Linked DNA regions of Mus musculus: region 2 is linked to region 1. The links are chromatin contacts, called in public Hi-C maps. All regions are on one chromosome and are shown on one strand. Each heading gives the region's core, a stretch centred on a gene start, on an enhancer-like site or on the middle of the called end of the contact. The rest is flanking DNA. Distances are from core to core; before and after follow the strand shown. Region 1 holds the start of Dpyd (dihydropyrimidine dehydrogenase). Region 2 overlaps Dpyd (dihydropyrimidine dehydrogenase).

What was found. Hi-C and Micro-C count contacts between places; a contact is called where the count stands out from the background.
Region 2: a Hi-C map of the N1E-115 cell line shows a contact between it and region 1, with 7 times the contacts expected there. The contact joins the enhancer-like site here to the promoter of Dpyd in region 1. A contact is called at or near these places in 2 of 39 promoter capture datasets (both in liver), 5 of 484 Hi-C or Micro-C datasets (the N1E-115 cell line, astrocytes, cortical neurons and 2 more), 1 of 115 datasets of contacts at active chromatin or transcription factors (hepatocytes) and 2 of 9 other capture datasets (adipose tissue and liver).

The regions. Positions count from the first base shown.
Region 1 is chr3:118,558,326-118,564,375 of GRCm38.p6, forward strand. Dpyd (dihydropyrimidine dehydrogenase) reads left to right here and starts at 3,855. Exons shown (of 23, transcript NM_170778.3): 1 at 3,855-3,989. The coding sequence starts at 3,951.
Region 2 is chr3:118,672,104-118,678,202 of GRCm38.p6, forward strand. Dpyd (dihydropyrimidine dehydrogenase) reads left to right here. Exons shown (of 23, transcript NM_170778.3): 3 at 2,386-2,468. Among named protein-coding and RNA genes, the nearest start is that of Dpyd, 110 kb to the left of the region's middle. Within about 2 kb of position 3,173, at least 33 of the 459 cell types and tissues checked have an H3K27ac peak or open chromatin away from gene starts, as enhancers often do. A contact at or near this core is called in the N1E-115 cell line and forebrain, where this site is marked.

The DNA.
Region 1 (6,050 bases), core at 2,605-5,104:
CTCACAAAGCCCTGTAATGCCTGAAATAACAGCACCCAATAGTTGTCTAATAAGTTTCTGTAAGGTGTTCATAATTCTGTGATGTGTTCCTTTAATCACATTATGTGATACATGTTTACATGTAGGTGGGAGAGTTGTCTCCATCTTATAATGTTGGCTGTAATGCATCTTACGATCTTTTTGAGAAATGAATATTAGGAAGATTTGGACCTAACTTGCCTCAGGCATTATTCTTCTGGACAGTTTGGATATGAATATGCTGATCCTAGAAAATCAGATGGACTGAAAGTAAGGTCATGATCATCTAAAGTCTTTGGTTGTGTTTTTAGAAAAATAGTATTCCAAAACATGTCCAAAAATTGTCTAATGCTAGACTACTAGGGAGAAAATAAGAGCATATGGAAACCTGAATTTTTATTTTGTTTCTAAATCTGTGATAGCGAACAACTTTTCAGATACGAAATTAAAGATGACTCATAAGCCTTCTGACTGCGATAATAATATAATATTCATTCATAGGCTGTAAACTGTTAAGTTGAGGGATGAACTGTCTCTCCAAAGTCTACAAAAAATTAATGTAGAACACCTGATATTTGGCTCTGCTTCCAGATGGAGGGGCAGCTTGACAAATGCCATCATAACTTACAACTTTTTAAAAGTGTTGTGTCAAGGTGTTTGCAGGATCTTTCTACAGTTTGGATTATTTACAGATACAACGGTGTTTAATGTGGCACTTAATTAGATTTAAAATATTATTAGATTTAATCACTGATCACAGAGAATATGTGTGGCCTGTGAACAATGTGATCAGATGCCTTAATTAAGTATTTTAGAAGAGGATACATCTGCTTGGTGGAGCTGGGGCATGCTGAAGTTATTTTAGAAATCTATTTTAGCTTATTAATGGCAACTCATAAAACTCTTGAATTTGACCAATATGGTCATGCTTCAGATTTTTCTTCTCATAGAGAGTTATATAAATTATAGTAATCACAGAAAGAAATTGTGGGTATGTACTATATATTTTATATAAATAACTTGTATGCTAGTACCCAAATGCAAAAATCTAAATTTTAAAAGTTAAGGCACCAATATAGAAGAGAAACTATTTAGAAATAAGAAGACCAAGAGGAGGAAGGAGTTTGCTAAGAGAAAGAGATAGAGGGCTATAATAGATTAAAGTGTATAATATAAATTTATGGAAAGGCCGTAAGAAATCCAATACTTTGCATAATGCATGCTAGAGCCAGACAAAACATTGATTGCTATCTGATAATATTTTCATTGAAATGTCACTTGAGAAAACACATGGTTTAGCAAACTCAGCATTGCTTTGAACTTCAGAGACTGAAGTGGGGAATAAATGCATATACATAATATTGGTCTAAAGACATATGAGCTATATGTGTACACTTGTGCATAAAAGTTGTGCACATTATTTTTCAATATTTGAACATGTATGTATCTTTGCTGGTACTTATGATTATCTATGATGGCTATGTATCTCCACAAGGACATGGTTGACTTTAGAGAAATGGTAATAATTTGGAGGTAAGTTTGGATCCTGGGAACTAGAGGAGAATTTGCCCTTAGACTATACTCCTGAATATAGAAGTAGTTACAATGAGCTATTTTAATCACAGATTTGTTGATTGATACTGTGACTCATTCTCCACAATGGAGAGAAACTACAGTTTTTCCAAAGCATTTTTAAATGCAGAATCTCCTGTCCCTTTAGTCAGTAATTCTTGTATGTTTCAAGCCCAGACAAGGAACAACATGTTCAGTAGACAGCGAAGTCAGACACTGATCCTGTTTATTTTGGAACCTGCATCTGAAACAGAAGACTTATATCAAGCAAGTCACATGCGAATGAGCAGGCAAATAAACTTGACATGACCATTAAGAAAAACCTAGGCTGTTGTAAGCTAGAATGGCAGAGGTAGGCAGGGCAGGTCTAATTTCTCTTGGTGGTTGGAATGATTCAGAGGCTCAAGGATTAGTGAGAAGGGAAGCAGTATCTTGGGGAGAGAAATGAGGAGAATCAGGGAAGAGATGAAAGTTCAGAACAATGCTTGGTGGGTGTAACAGTTGTTAGGGAGGAGAGACCCCAGTGAGGTAGAAGGTGGACAGGAGCTTGTCACGCAGATATGAACAAGAAGGATAACAACAACAACAATAACAACAACCAAACAAACCCCAATTGTATGTGGGCTGCATTGGGCCACTGAAAAAGGTCACATCTTGTGGGTGGGGGAGCGAGGGGGCTAATTCATATTTAGAATCCCACTCTAGAGTTCAGGAGACTTAACAGCAGAAGCTGACATACCCGTTTCCAAGTGACTCAAGATCTGGTTAGAATGGAAAAATCCTTAAAGTTGGAGAAAGATTAAATGAATGAGTGAGAATACAGAAGCCAAGGGTGAATCTGGGGGTTCTATTTAACCCTCTAGCTTTTATTGTTGTTGTTGTTGTTATTATTATTATTATTATTAATTTTTGTGTGTGCTAATAGTTGATTGAAGGGACAATATGTGTCCAACCACTGGAAGTTTCAAGACCTTAAAGGTAACCAGGTGGTTTGTACTATAAGCCCTCTCCAGGCATCCAAGACTGCCCCCCATGTGTTCCTCTTTTTCTGCCAAGTGCAGGCACCACAGTTTGTGTCCTGCCAGTCTTGTTGTCAGAGCAGTGATGAGCCTTCTTGAAGACCACATCTAGAAAACCCAACATGGCAGTGTTACACTGAAAACAAAACGAAGCGTTAAGTACATGTCGAATTAAAAGAAAATGGATAAAGTAACGAAAAATACCAGCGAGGAGGGAATCATATGATTCCAAAATTATCATGATCTAGCCAATAGGACGAAGTGCCCTGTGTGCCTTAAAAGAAACAGATAGCACCATGAGAGAAGATGTCCGACTTAGAAAATGGTCTGGCGCCTAGGCTGCCACAAAGTTGAGGAGAGGACTAGTCTGATGACATCATTGTTTCTCCCTACCAACTATGTGACCAAATGCACAAAATAAACAACCCCTGTTCATATTTATGAACGTCACATTTTAGAATATTACTATATATTTTTAAAAAAATAGGCATGGACTGCCATGCAGAAAGAAAGCCTTGATCCTCTACAGATACCCTTTCACTAAAGTAGTAGCTCTCAACATGTGCATGGAGACCCCTCTGGGACTCTTTTGGGAGTGGAAAGACCCTTTCACAGGGGTCACCTAAGATCATTGGAAAACACAAGTATCTACATTACTACTTATAATGGCAAAATTATGATTTTGGAATATCAATGAAATAATTTTATGGATGGGGATTACCACACATAAGGAACAGATTAAAGGGTCGCAGCATGAGGAAGGTTGAGAACCATCTCACTATAGGCTGTTCTAGACTGTGGATACTGATGTCTGTCTGTCTTCTTGTGCCCTAGGCTCCCCAATACTACTACTCCCCCAGAACAGCTTCAAAAATCCTTCCAGCCTATTTGCTGGTGGCCAGAGGAACACAGGTACTCCCTGGTCCCTGGAGAGTTCTGGGACATCTTATTCTTTAATCTTTGTTTCTGCACGTTGCAGGGCTCAGAACTCAGAAGAACATCAAAGACGCAATTGTTTGCTTTTAATTCTGGGGATCTCTGACACCTAAACCCGCCTACCAAACTCAACCTTGGGGAGCAAAGGCCAGCACAACCAGAAATTCTCTGGAACAGAGCCCGGCAGCTTGGGACCAGTGGAACGGTGTGGCTGTGAGGCGTGCCTTGAGCGTTGCCCCGCCCCAGAGGCGTGTCTTTAGCATAGCCCCGCCCCTTCCATATTGCCTTGGCTCGGGCAGTCAGTGCACCAGTGCTGGGGCAAGCTGAGGCTTTGGTGCGGGGCTGGAGGCTGCTGCAGCAGAGGGAGGGTCTGTGTGCGGGAGTCTGAGGCCAGAAAGCGCTGCCATGGCGGGTGTGCTGAGCAGGGACGCGCCGGACATCGAGGTACCGACCGCGGCCCTGGGGTGGGAGGGTCACAGAGGGGCGGGAGGCCCGGGGGCGCACCCGGGACAGAGCTGGAGATCCGCGAAGTTTCCCCGGGAGAGACTTGCGGACCAGGCTGGACACTGTACTCCGGCACCAGGACCTGGTTACTTCGTAGGAGACTTAAAAGTGGCCGTCTCTCTCTGCCCTAAGTCATAGTGACCCAGAGGCTCAGAGTGCAGAGGCTTGGACTCCAGGGGACAGTAGCTCCACTTCCCGCCCAGGGAACCCTCTAACTCCTCCTCTGTCCCCTCCGTGGTTTTGTGGGACAACCACCCAGTGACCCACCTATAATAACAAAGCCCCGCAGTATGCAAAAGTGGAGCATAGAAATCCAAGATCCAGGCCGCTGTTTCGAGCGGCGCTGGCCCTGGTATTGTTTACCACTTAATTTCACATTTGGAAAAAATGGAACGAAGTACAGAAGACATTGGAAAGTGCGACCTCCCCGGAAAGAGATACACAAACTGCTCTGTTCTCTCCTCTCAACAGTGTTTGATTCTCTCTTGTTCTCTGTTTCTTCCAAAAATCTCATTTTTCTGAGAACGATCCCCTACCTGAAATAGCAAAAAATTTTTCCTCTGAGTTCTATATACTTTAATGTGTGTGTTGGGAGAAAGATTTGAGTTATGGCCGTGATTTTAATCACGCTGAATCAAAGCCTGTGTCTCTCAGGTTTCAGTTCCGTTTTGTTTAGGGAATTTTCTTCGAGATAAAAGCAAAACAAAACTTTTGTAGAATATTCGTGTTCTCTTCCCTTACTGTTTCCTTCCCTCCTGCCCGGCCCCCTTTTCCCACCTTCTGTGTGTTTGCTTAGAAATAACACACCCTTTCCCCTCCCCCTCCCCCTCCCCCTCCCCCTCCCCCTCCCCCTCCCCCTCCCCCTCCCCCGTTTGTTCTGCTCTTTAAATACAAGTTTAAAGACACCTGTTTGCAGCAGGATAGCTAACTGGTTTTCTTCTGCACCCTGCTCTCCCCGCACCCTGCCGTCAGTGATAATGAACCTTTATATGCTCTTAAAAGAAAGCTGATAGTGTTCTAAGAGCCTTCATATTTTCCTTTGATAAATCCACTGTAGCAGTAAGAGCAAAGGATAACGTGTTGACTTCTTTCTCTGTGTAGTTTACTTAGACTTTTCTTCACAATTTCTTTCTTGGCTATTGAACAATATGACTGATATAATGAACTATATGTGTGTGCATGCAGGGCACAGGATACCTACCATGTCTGATCGAAGTCATGGTCTCTGGGTACTATCTTTGATTTAACACCCCTGGGACATTTTTGGTTTTGTTAAAGTAAATCAGTTAGCAATCCTTTGGCAGCATCCAGGCTTTACAGTTGTCAGGAATCAGGGTGTCACAGATCGGATGGCTTTTGTTTAATTTCAGAAGAGTGTTTCAAGCTTAGCTGACTTCATGTTTTATGTTGTTTCTCATGTGCTTGTCTTGAAAAAGCAGTTCTTATCTGTATTCTTATGAGGAAAATGATGCCGGTGAGGTACGAAGTGTCCAGTTTAATTGTATAAGTTTTCATCAAGAACATTTATTCCCTCTGGGCCTTCCTGGTTCATTCAGATGAGCGTAACATTGCTGTGTGTGACTCCCACTTGATGCACACCTTACAACTTGGAGTGGAGGCATTCACTGTCTTCAGCATTTGTACTTGTGTGCTCCACACTCTCATCAGTCGCATCTTTTTTTTTCTTTTTCACCCACAATACTTTACTTTCCCCTCAAAGTAATACCCATGATTCATGAGCTAAAAATACCATGAAAGAGCGTGAAATTAATCATTAAAATATAACACAGTGAGGAAAGGTACATTAAGCCGGAGGAACACACTCACACAGAGATGCCTCCGTTAATCCTGTTAACCTACTGAAATTCTCTTTGTATTGAAGAATCAGAATAAATTATGAAGGCTTAGTTTTCTGTCAAATTCGAAAGCTTTCCTGAACATGTTGTTCATTAAAAACCATCGTGGGGAAGCTGATCTCATTGTGATCATTGTCTTTGTCTC
Region 2 (6,099 bases), core at 1,923-4,422, 110 kb after region 1:
TGGTACCATCCCTGAACAGTTGGGCTTGGGTACATAAGAAATGTGGCTGATGCAGCTTAGAGGTAAGGCAATAAGCAGGTTCCTCCATGGTACTTGCTTCAATTTCTTACTGCAGATTCATGACTTGAGCTCCTGCCCTGACTTCCTTTTGCTGTAGGAGTGTTACCTGGGGGTAATAAAGCCCTTCCCTCCAAAAGCTGGTTAGGTCAGTGTTTTGTCACAGTAACAGAGAAGCAAACTAAAAGAGGGTTATCTTTGAATGTGTTTCCTATTGTATATCACTTTGTTGTCAGTATAATTTGAGGTGCTTCCATGTTACTTCATGTATTTATAGTTGTTTATTCTTAGTGTTATGGAGTTTTCTAGGCTATGAATGTATTACATCACATATATTTCATCTTTTTCATTAAGTATCTTCTTTATTTACATTTCAAATGTTATGGTTTTTCCTGGTTTCACCTCCAAAAACCTCTTGACCTCTCCTCCCTCCCCCTACTCACTAACCTACCCACTCCTGCTTTTGTTTTTACAGTTGGGAATATGGAACAACATTAACATTAATATTCTTTCATGAGACTTTGGATAAAAACACTAAACATTATTTCAAGTGTAAAACAGCAGGGCTGGGATACATGGGCCAATAGTTGGCTGTTGAAACTACAGCCATCTTTTTGGAAAGAGACTGCAACAGTTCACAGGGTTATTACCAGTATAATGCTTTTCATACTCGAACAAAAACACTGTACGTTATATCTTTTTTATTTTACACATTTTCAATACAGATTGGAGCTTAGGTATGTTTTAAGGTTTCCTTTTTTTTCTATTCACTAATCATATAGAACTTGACGTTTTTTGGCTATTTGAATTTTCATCATGAAAGTTTCTTCATGTGCCATTTTTGCCACTTTCAATTTCGTTTTTTTCCCTATCTTAATTTGTAGGAATAATTAATTCATTTTAGTGTGGATATATGTATAGTTAAGGTGTGTAGTACTGACACATGTGTGGAAAAATTGATCAATTGATCAGAATGCTATTGAGAAATAGATTCTGTAGGCACTGAAACTTAATTATGGGAAAGTGGCTCCCAATGATAGATGGTATTTTAGAGAAATAGCATTTTATTGATATCCAAATGATGTGATTTCCAGTCTTAAACTATATAGATGTCATCTCAAAGGCATGGCTTATCAAAAGGTGAAATACAAAATTGCAAAGCTTCCCGAAAAATGCTAAAGGAGGCTTTACTGGTTTTGAAGAATATTTCAAATAAATGGGCCACTCAAAGCACTAACCATATATTAGAAAACATAATAAATTGAGCATCATTAAATATAAAAACTTTTATATTTAAATTATTTTAGAAATATTTTAGATTTCCATCATAAAACAATTTGGTTATGCATCAAGATGATCTTGTCCTTAACTTGAGCTACACAAAAATGAAGGACTTCAGGGGGAATGATGAATTGCATATTAGTAGGTTGGAAATTAATTTACCCTTGTACATTGGAAATCAATAATCTAAGTTCTGTAGTCTTCTGAAGCCCAGCATGTTGTTTTTATAACTTGGGAAACAAATAATACATTCATAATTAAATTTAATTATTATTTACTTTTCAGTTTGTAAAATTGAAAACAAGAGAAAAAAAAAACCCTACAAAGAACAAAGTACAAAACTATTGTTTTGTGACCTAAATATTTGAAAAATTAAAATAATTACCTATTTAGGCTAAAATTTGATATCAGTTCTATGTTTTTGATACTTATTAAGTTATATACAATTGTTGGTGTAAAGTGTACCATTAAATTATAAGTGTAGCTTATAAATTAAATTTAGTTTTAGAAAATCCAATGTACTGGCAATGGTGTATTTGCTACCTATAAGGTTTATCTGTGATGTTTATCTGGCACTTTTTTTTTCATACTTTGGCCCGCTCCGTTTCGGTACACATTACCCAATTTTGAACTAGATCATTATCATACACACTTATCAATATGATTTTGAACTTACCTTTACAGATTTTTCTCTTTTAAATTTGCATTGGCTTTAACGAATCTGAGATTATTTTAGGAAACTAATTGCTATTCTGAAAAACCCTGGCAGTTTGGCTAGTTTTGTGTGACACTCTTTTTTTTTTTTTTTAACACCTATTTTGAAGAAAGTCTGATGAGAAGATTTCTCCTGCAGCTGCATCATAGGACTGGAGAGTTTGTGGCTGTTGAATTTCACTGTCGATTGTAATGAATCCTACCCAATTAAGCCGCGTGCCTATTTTTCATGAGCCCTTGATCAATACAATCGATTATATTTTTACATAACTGCATAGACGTAATTTCTTTGGTGGGTGTGGGAAATTAATTCACTGTTTTAATGTGTTGCAGACCTGTGAGAAGCTGGAGAGTAATTTTGATGACATCAAGCACACGACTCTTGGTGAGCGAGGAGCTCTCCGAGAAGCAGTGAGGTAAGTCTGGGTCACCATAGCAACAGTCACAGATGTGGTAAAGAAAAAGTCATTCTTCATTATTGGGGGAACAAATGAGTTCATCGCCAGCATTCAGCTCTGTTCTCTAAGGTATTAATTTGTCAGTGGAGAAACTTCCCTTGAGGCTGTACTTTTGGTTTTGAAGCTGCATAAATGTTAAGCCTCAGTGCACAGTAAAAAATGTAAATGTTTAATTTGTTACTTAAAATGCTTACGGGGTGTCTTGTTTTATATTTAGACTAAGTTGTGGGATTGAATGGAAATATTGTTCATCTAAATTCTGCCTGTGAGTTTAAAATAAACATTGTGTAAAGGTAGTCTAGCTGAGTACTATTTCCTAATTAATAATTAATTTGAAAAAGGTTTCTTTTTTCTTCATTTCATCTTCTGTTTTATTTCATTTAAAAAGTATTTTAAAGTGACTTACATTATCTCACAATTCCAAAACATAGAGCTACTTCCACTTGCATGCAAAGCCCTATGAATAACCTTATTTTATTCACTTAACATTTGTATTTTTATTTTCTCAACACTCACTCCAGCCTTGATATCATTTTTTAAATAACCTTTAATGAAGCATCCTTTAAATTCATTTGATCAAAATCAAAGAAAATGTGACCAGGCATTAACAATGTGTGAGCACTAAGCTTGTGATCCTTAGAACAAGGAAGTCACCAACAACAGTAGCACTAAAAGTTCCCAGCTTGAACCATACAGCAGCAGTCTTCTGCATTTATACAATGCAGTGGTATTTTCTTCTTGTTGTTGTTGTACTCATAAAACTAACGTTACTTTAAAAAAATATCTTAAAGTTCGTTATTTAAGATGGCTTTAAGATATAGAAAGTTAAAATACGGGAAACAGGAAATCTAACAGACTGGCTGCTTGCAGGTTTAAACACAATTTTGTTATTGCTTGCACACAGCTACCATATACTTTAGTTTAGAAGCCACTCTCATTTAGCAACATCCCTTTTACCATGCAAGCAGCAGGAGAAAGTAATTAAATTTAATAGAAGCTGCCCTCATTTTGAAGCCACTTCTATTTAAAACCACAGGGGGAGGTAATTAAATTTACAGGAAACAGTAGCTTCTACACAAAGATACATGGTACTTCTGTATAGATGATTATGATGTCACAAAAAGGGGAATAATATATTACTAGTGTGGAGGAGAAATTACCAGCTGGAGCAAGGAAACCTATTTTATTGTTAATGCCTTTACTAATAAAAAAGATGGAAAAATAAAACTGAGTGTGCAATCGAGAATTTGTGTCTGTATAAAATACACTGACAGTCTAAGAAAGTTTGTTATCCAAAATAATTTTAAATTAAAAATTAAAAACAAATTATACTGTAGAAAAGTCTAGGACAGGAATTATGAATGAATTCCTGTTTTTAAATATGTCCTGGATTCTGTACTGAAAACCACGGTGCCACTAAAAATTGAACATGCCATTTATGTAGAGTTTATAATTTTGAATACATGAAATGTGCATACTAATATCTATTTAGAAACCAATTATTTTGGCAATTTAATTTCTATTCATCTTGAAATAAACACGTTGAAAACAGGAAGACAAAGAGGATGCCAGCTCTCATGCTTTTGAATAAAAGAACTGAAGACCAAAACCACAGAGAGAACTGAAAAGGGCCATGTGAATGGATATGGATGTGAATGGGGAAACACAGTGAACACAAGGACTTGTGAGCATTGGAGGAGATCTGTCCTCCAGAAAAACCAAGTCGAGAATTGTAGGAGAGCTGTAGATAAAAAAGATCATTATTAAATTCTGCCAATTTAAAAAATCACTACTATTTATGCCATACAGGGAGATCTTGCTCGTAAAATCAGAATGAATGGATGGGGGTGGGAACACAGCATTAATTACGTAGTTGGGGTGACCTCTGACTACCCATGCAGTGAGTAGGGCAGCAGTCCAGATAATTCAATTCAGAATTTAATCACATGGTGGTGAAATGCACTTGTTTACTTAGGCTGACTATTTTATGTGTCCACCTACACATATGTATGCACACACATTCATGTCTGGACTCACCAGACGCAGTGAAATAATTTAGCAACCGGTAGCATTAGACTGTATAGCATCATGTCGGTGGGCACCTTCTGTTTTTAATACATCAGGGGCTCATTCTTTCACATGAAAATATCTAGACAGAGGAGACCATAGATGGAATTCAAGAAGAAAAAATAATGCATCAGTTCAGAAGAACTGATCACAGAAAACCAATACTAAACACAGGCAATTAATTGAAGAGGATCACAGAGGCTAAAAGACAGTGTTGGAAGTAGAGTAGTATAGAGGAAACAGTGTAGTATAGAGTGGACTGTCAAGGTTTGCTTGAAAAACAGCAAGGCTGTGTTGGAAGACAAGATGAATTTTTTTTTTAACTACAACCATATGTGTAGATAGACTTTTTTGATCAATAATAAGTTTCTTCTATGTCATGAATTCATAAGCAGAAATGGAGCAGTAAGAGTTTTACTGGGACAGTGATAGCACCAAGACCCCAGAACAGGTTTGGGGCAGCATTAGACATTCAGAAATAATTTAGGCAAACATCAGTTAGCAAAGGGACTGATATCGGCAGGCTCTGTGAAAATATTTTTGTTAGACTTTGATGCAGATCAACTTTATATAGAATCTAGTGTTCTGTAAAACAAAAAAGTTAAATATTTCAAGGAATTTTTTTTAGAACTTTTATGGTTTTAATGATAATTTGGGGTGTAAAACTATAATAAACTTACTGTTCTGTGGAGTTAGAGTACAGGGAGAAAGCACCTTGTAGGGATAGAGACCATTATTTGCCTTTTTAAAAAATATTACTTTCAGATCTGTAACACATCAGGTGATGATTACAGACCTGAAGGATACAGGTTGTGCCCTTGAGGAACTAGTCATTCAGTGGAAGTGAAGGGTGGGAAGGTCATATCTCCAGGCTGTATACTTGAGCTCTTCTCTGCTTCCACACACTTAACAGTAGCTCCTTTCTTTATCCTCTGTCAAAGGTTTGGCTTGGCAATGGAAGCATCCTTTTCCCCATCAGGTCATTTCTACACCAGGCCTTCAGTGACTTCAGGTGTCCACGGGGGTACCCTTGAATGTTTAACTAGGGATGGAGGTGGAAAGGGGCTATTCCAGACCTGGCTGGAATTGACAGACTGACCTGAGCTCCTGGGGCCTTTCTTCTGATTGGTATCTTCTACTAAGCATCTGCATCAGTGCACTTAGAGAGGAGTCAGCCTGTGCTCAACACTCTGTGTCCTCATCCAGCTTCCGTCCTGGCTAGTCTTTGATATGCATCTTGACTCTGTTCCTTTTCAGTTTATGAATTGTTTTAATACTGTCAGGGATTCTACATGTAATAATGCCCTTAGTCTGAATTCTCTTTATGTAAAAAAAAAATATATATATATGAACCACAGCTTTCTCTTTGGAATATTCTGGGTAAATAACATTGGATAAGCATAGTAACTGAGAGAGAGGGAGGGAGAGAGAGAGAGAGAGAGAGAGAGAGAGAGAGAGAGAGAGAGAGAGAGAGAGAGAGAGAGAGAGAAAGTGAAAAAGAATTACATGCAGATTTTTTTTT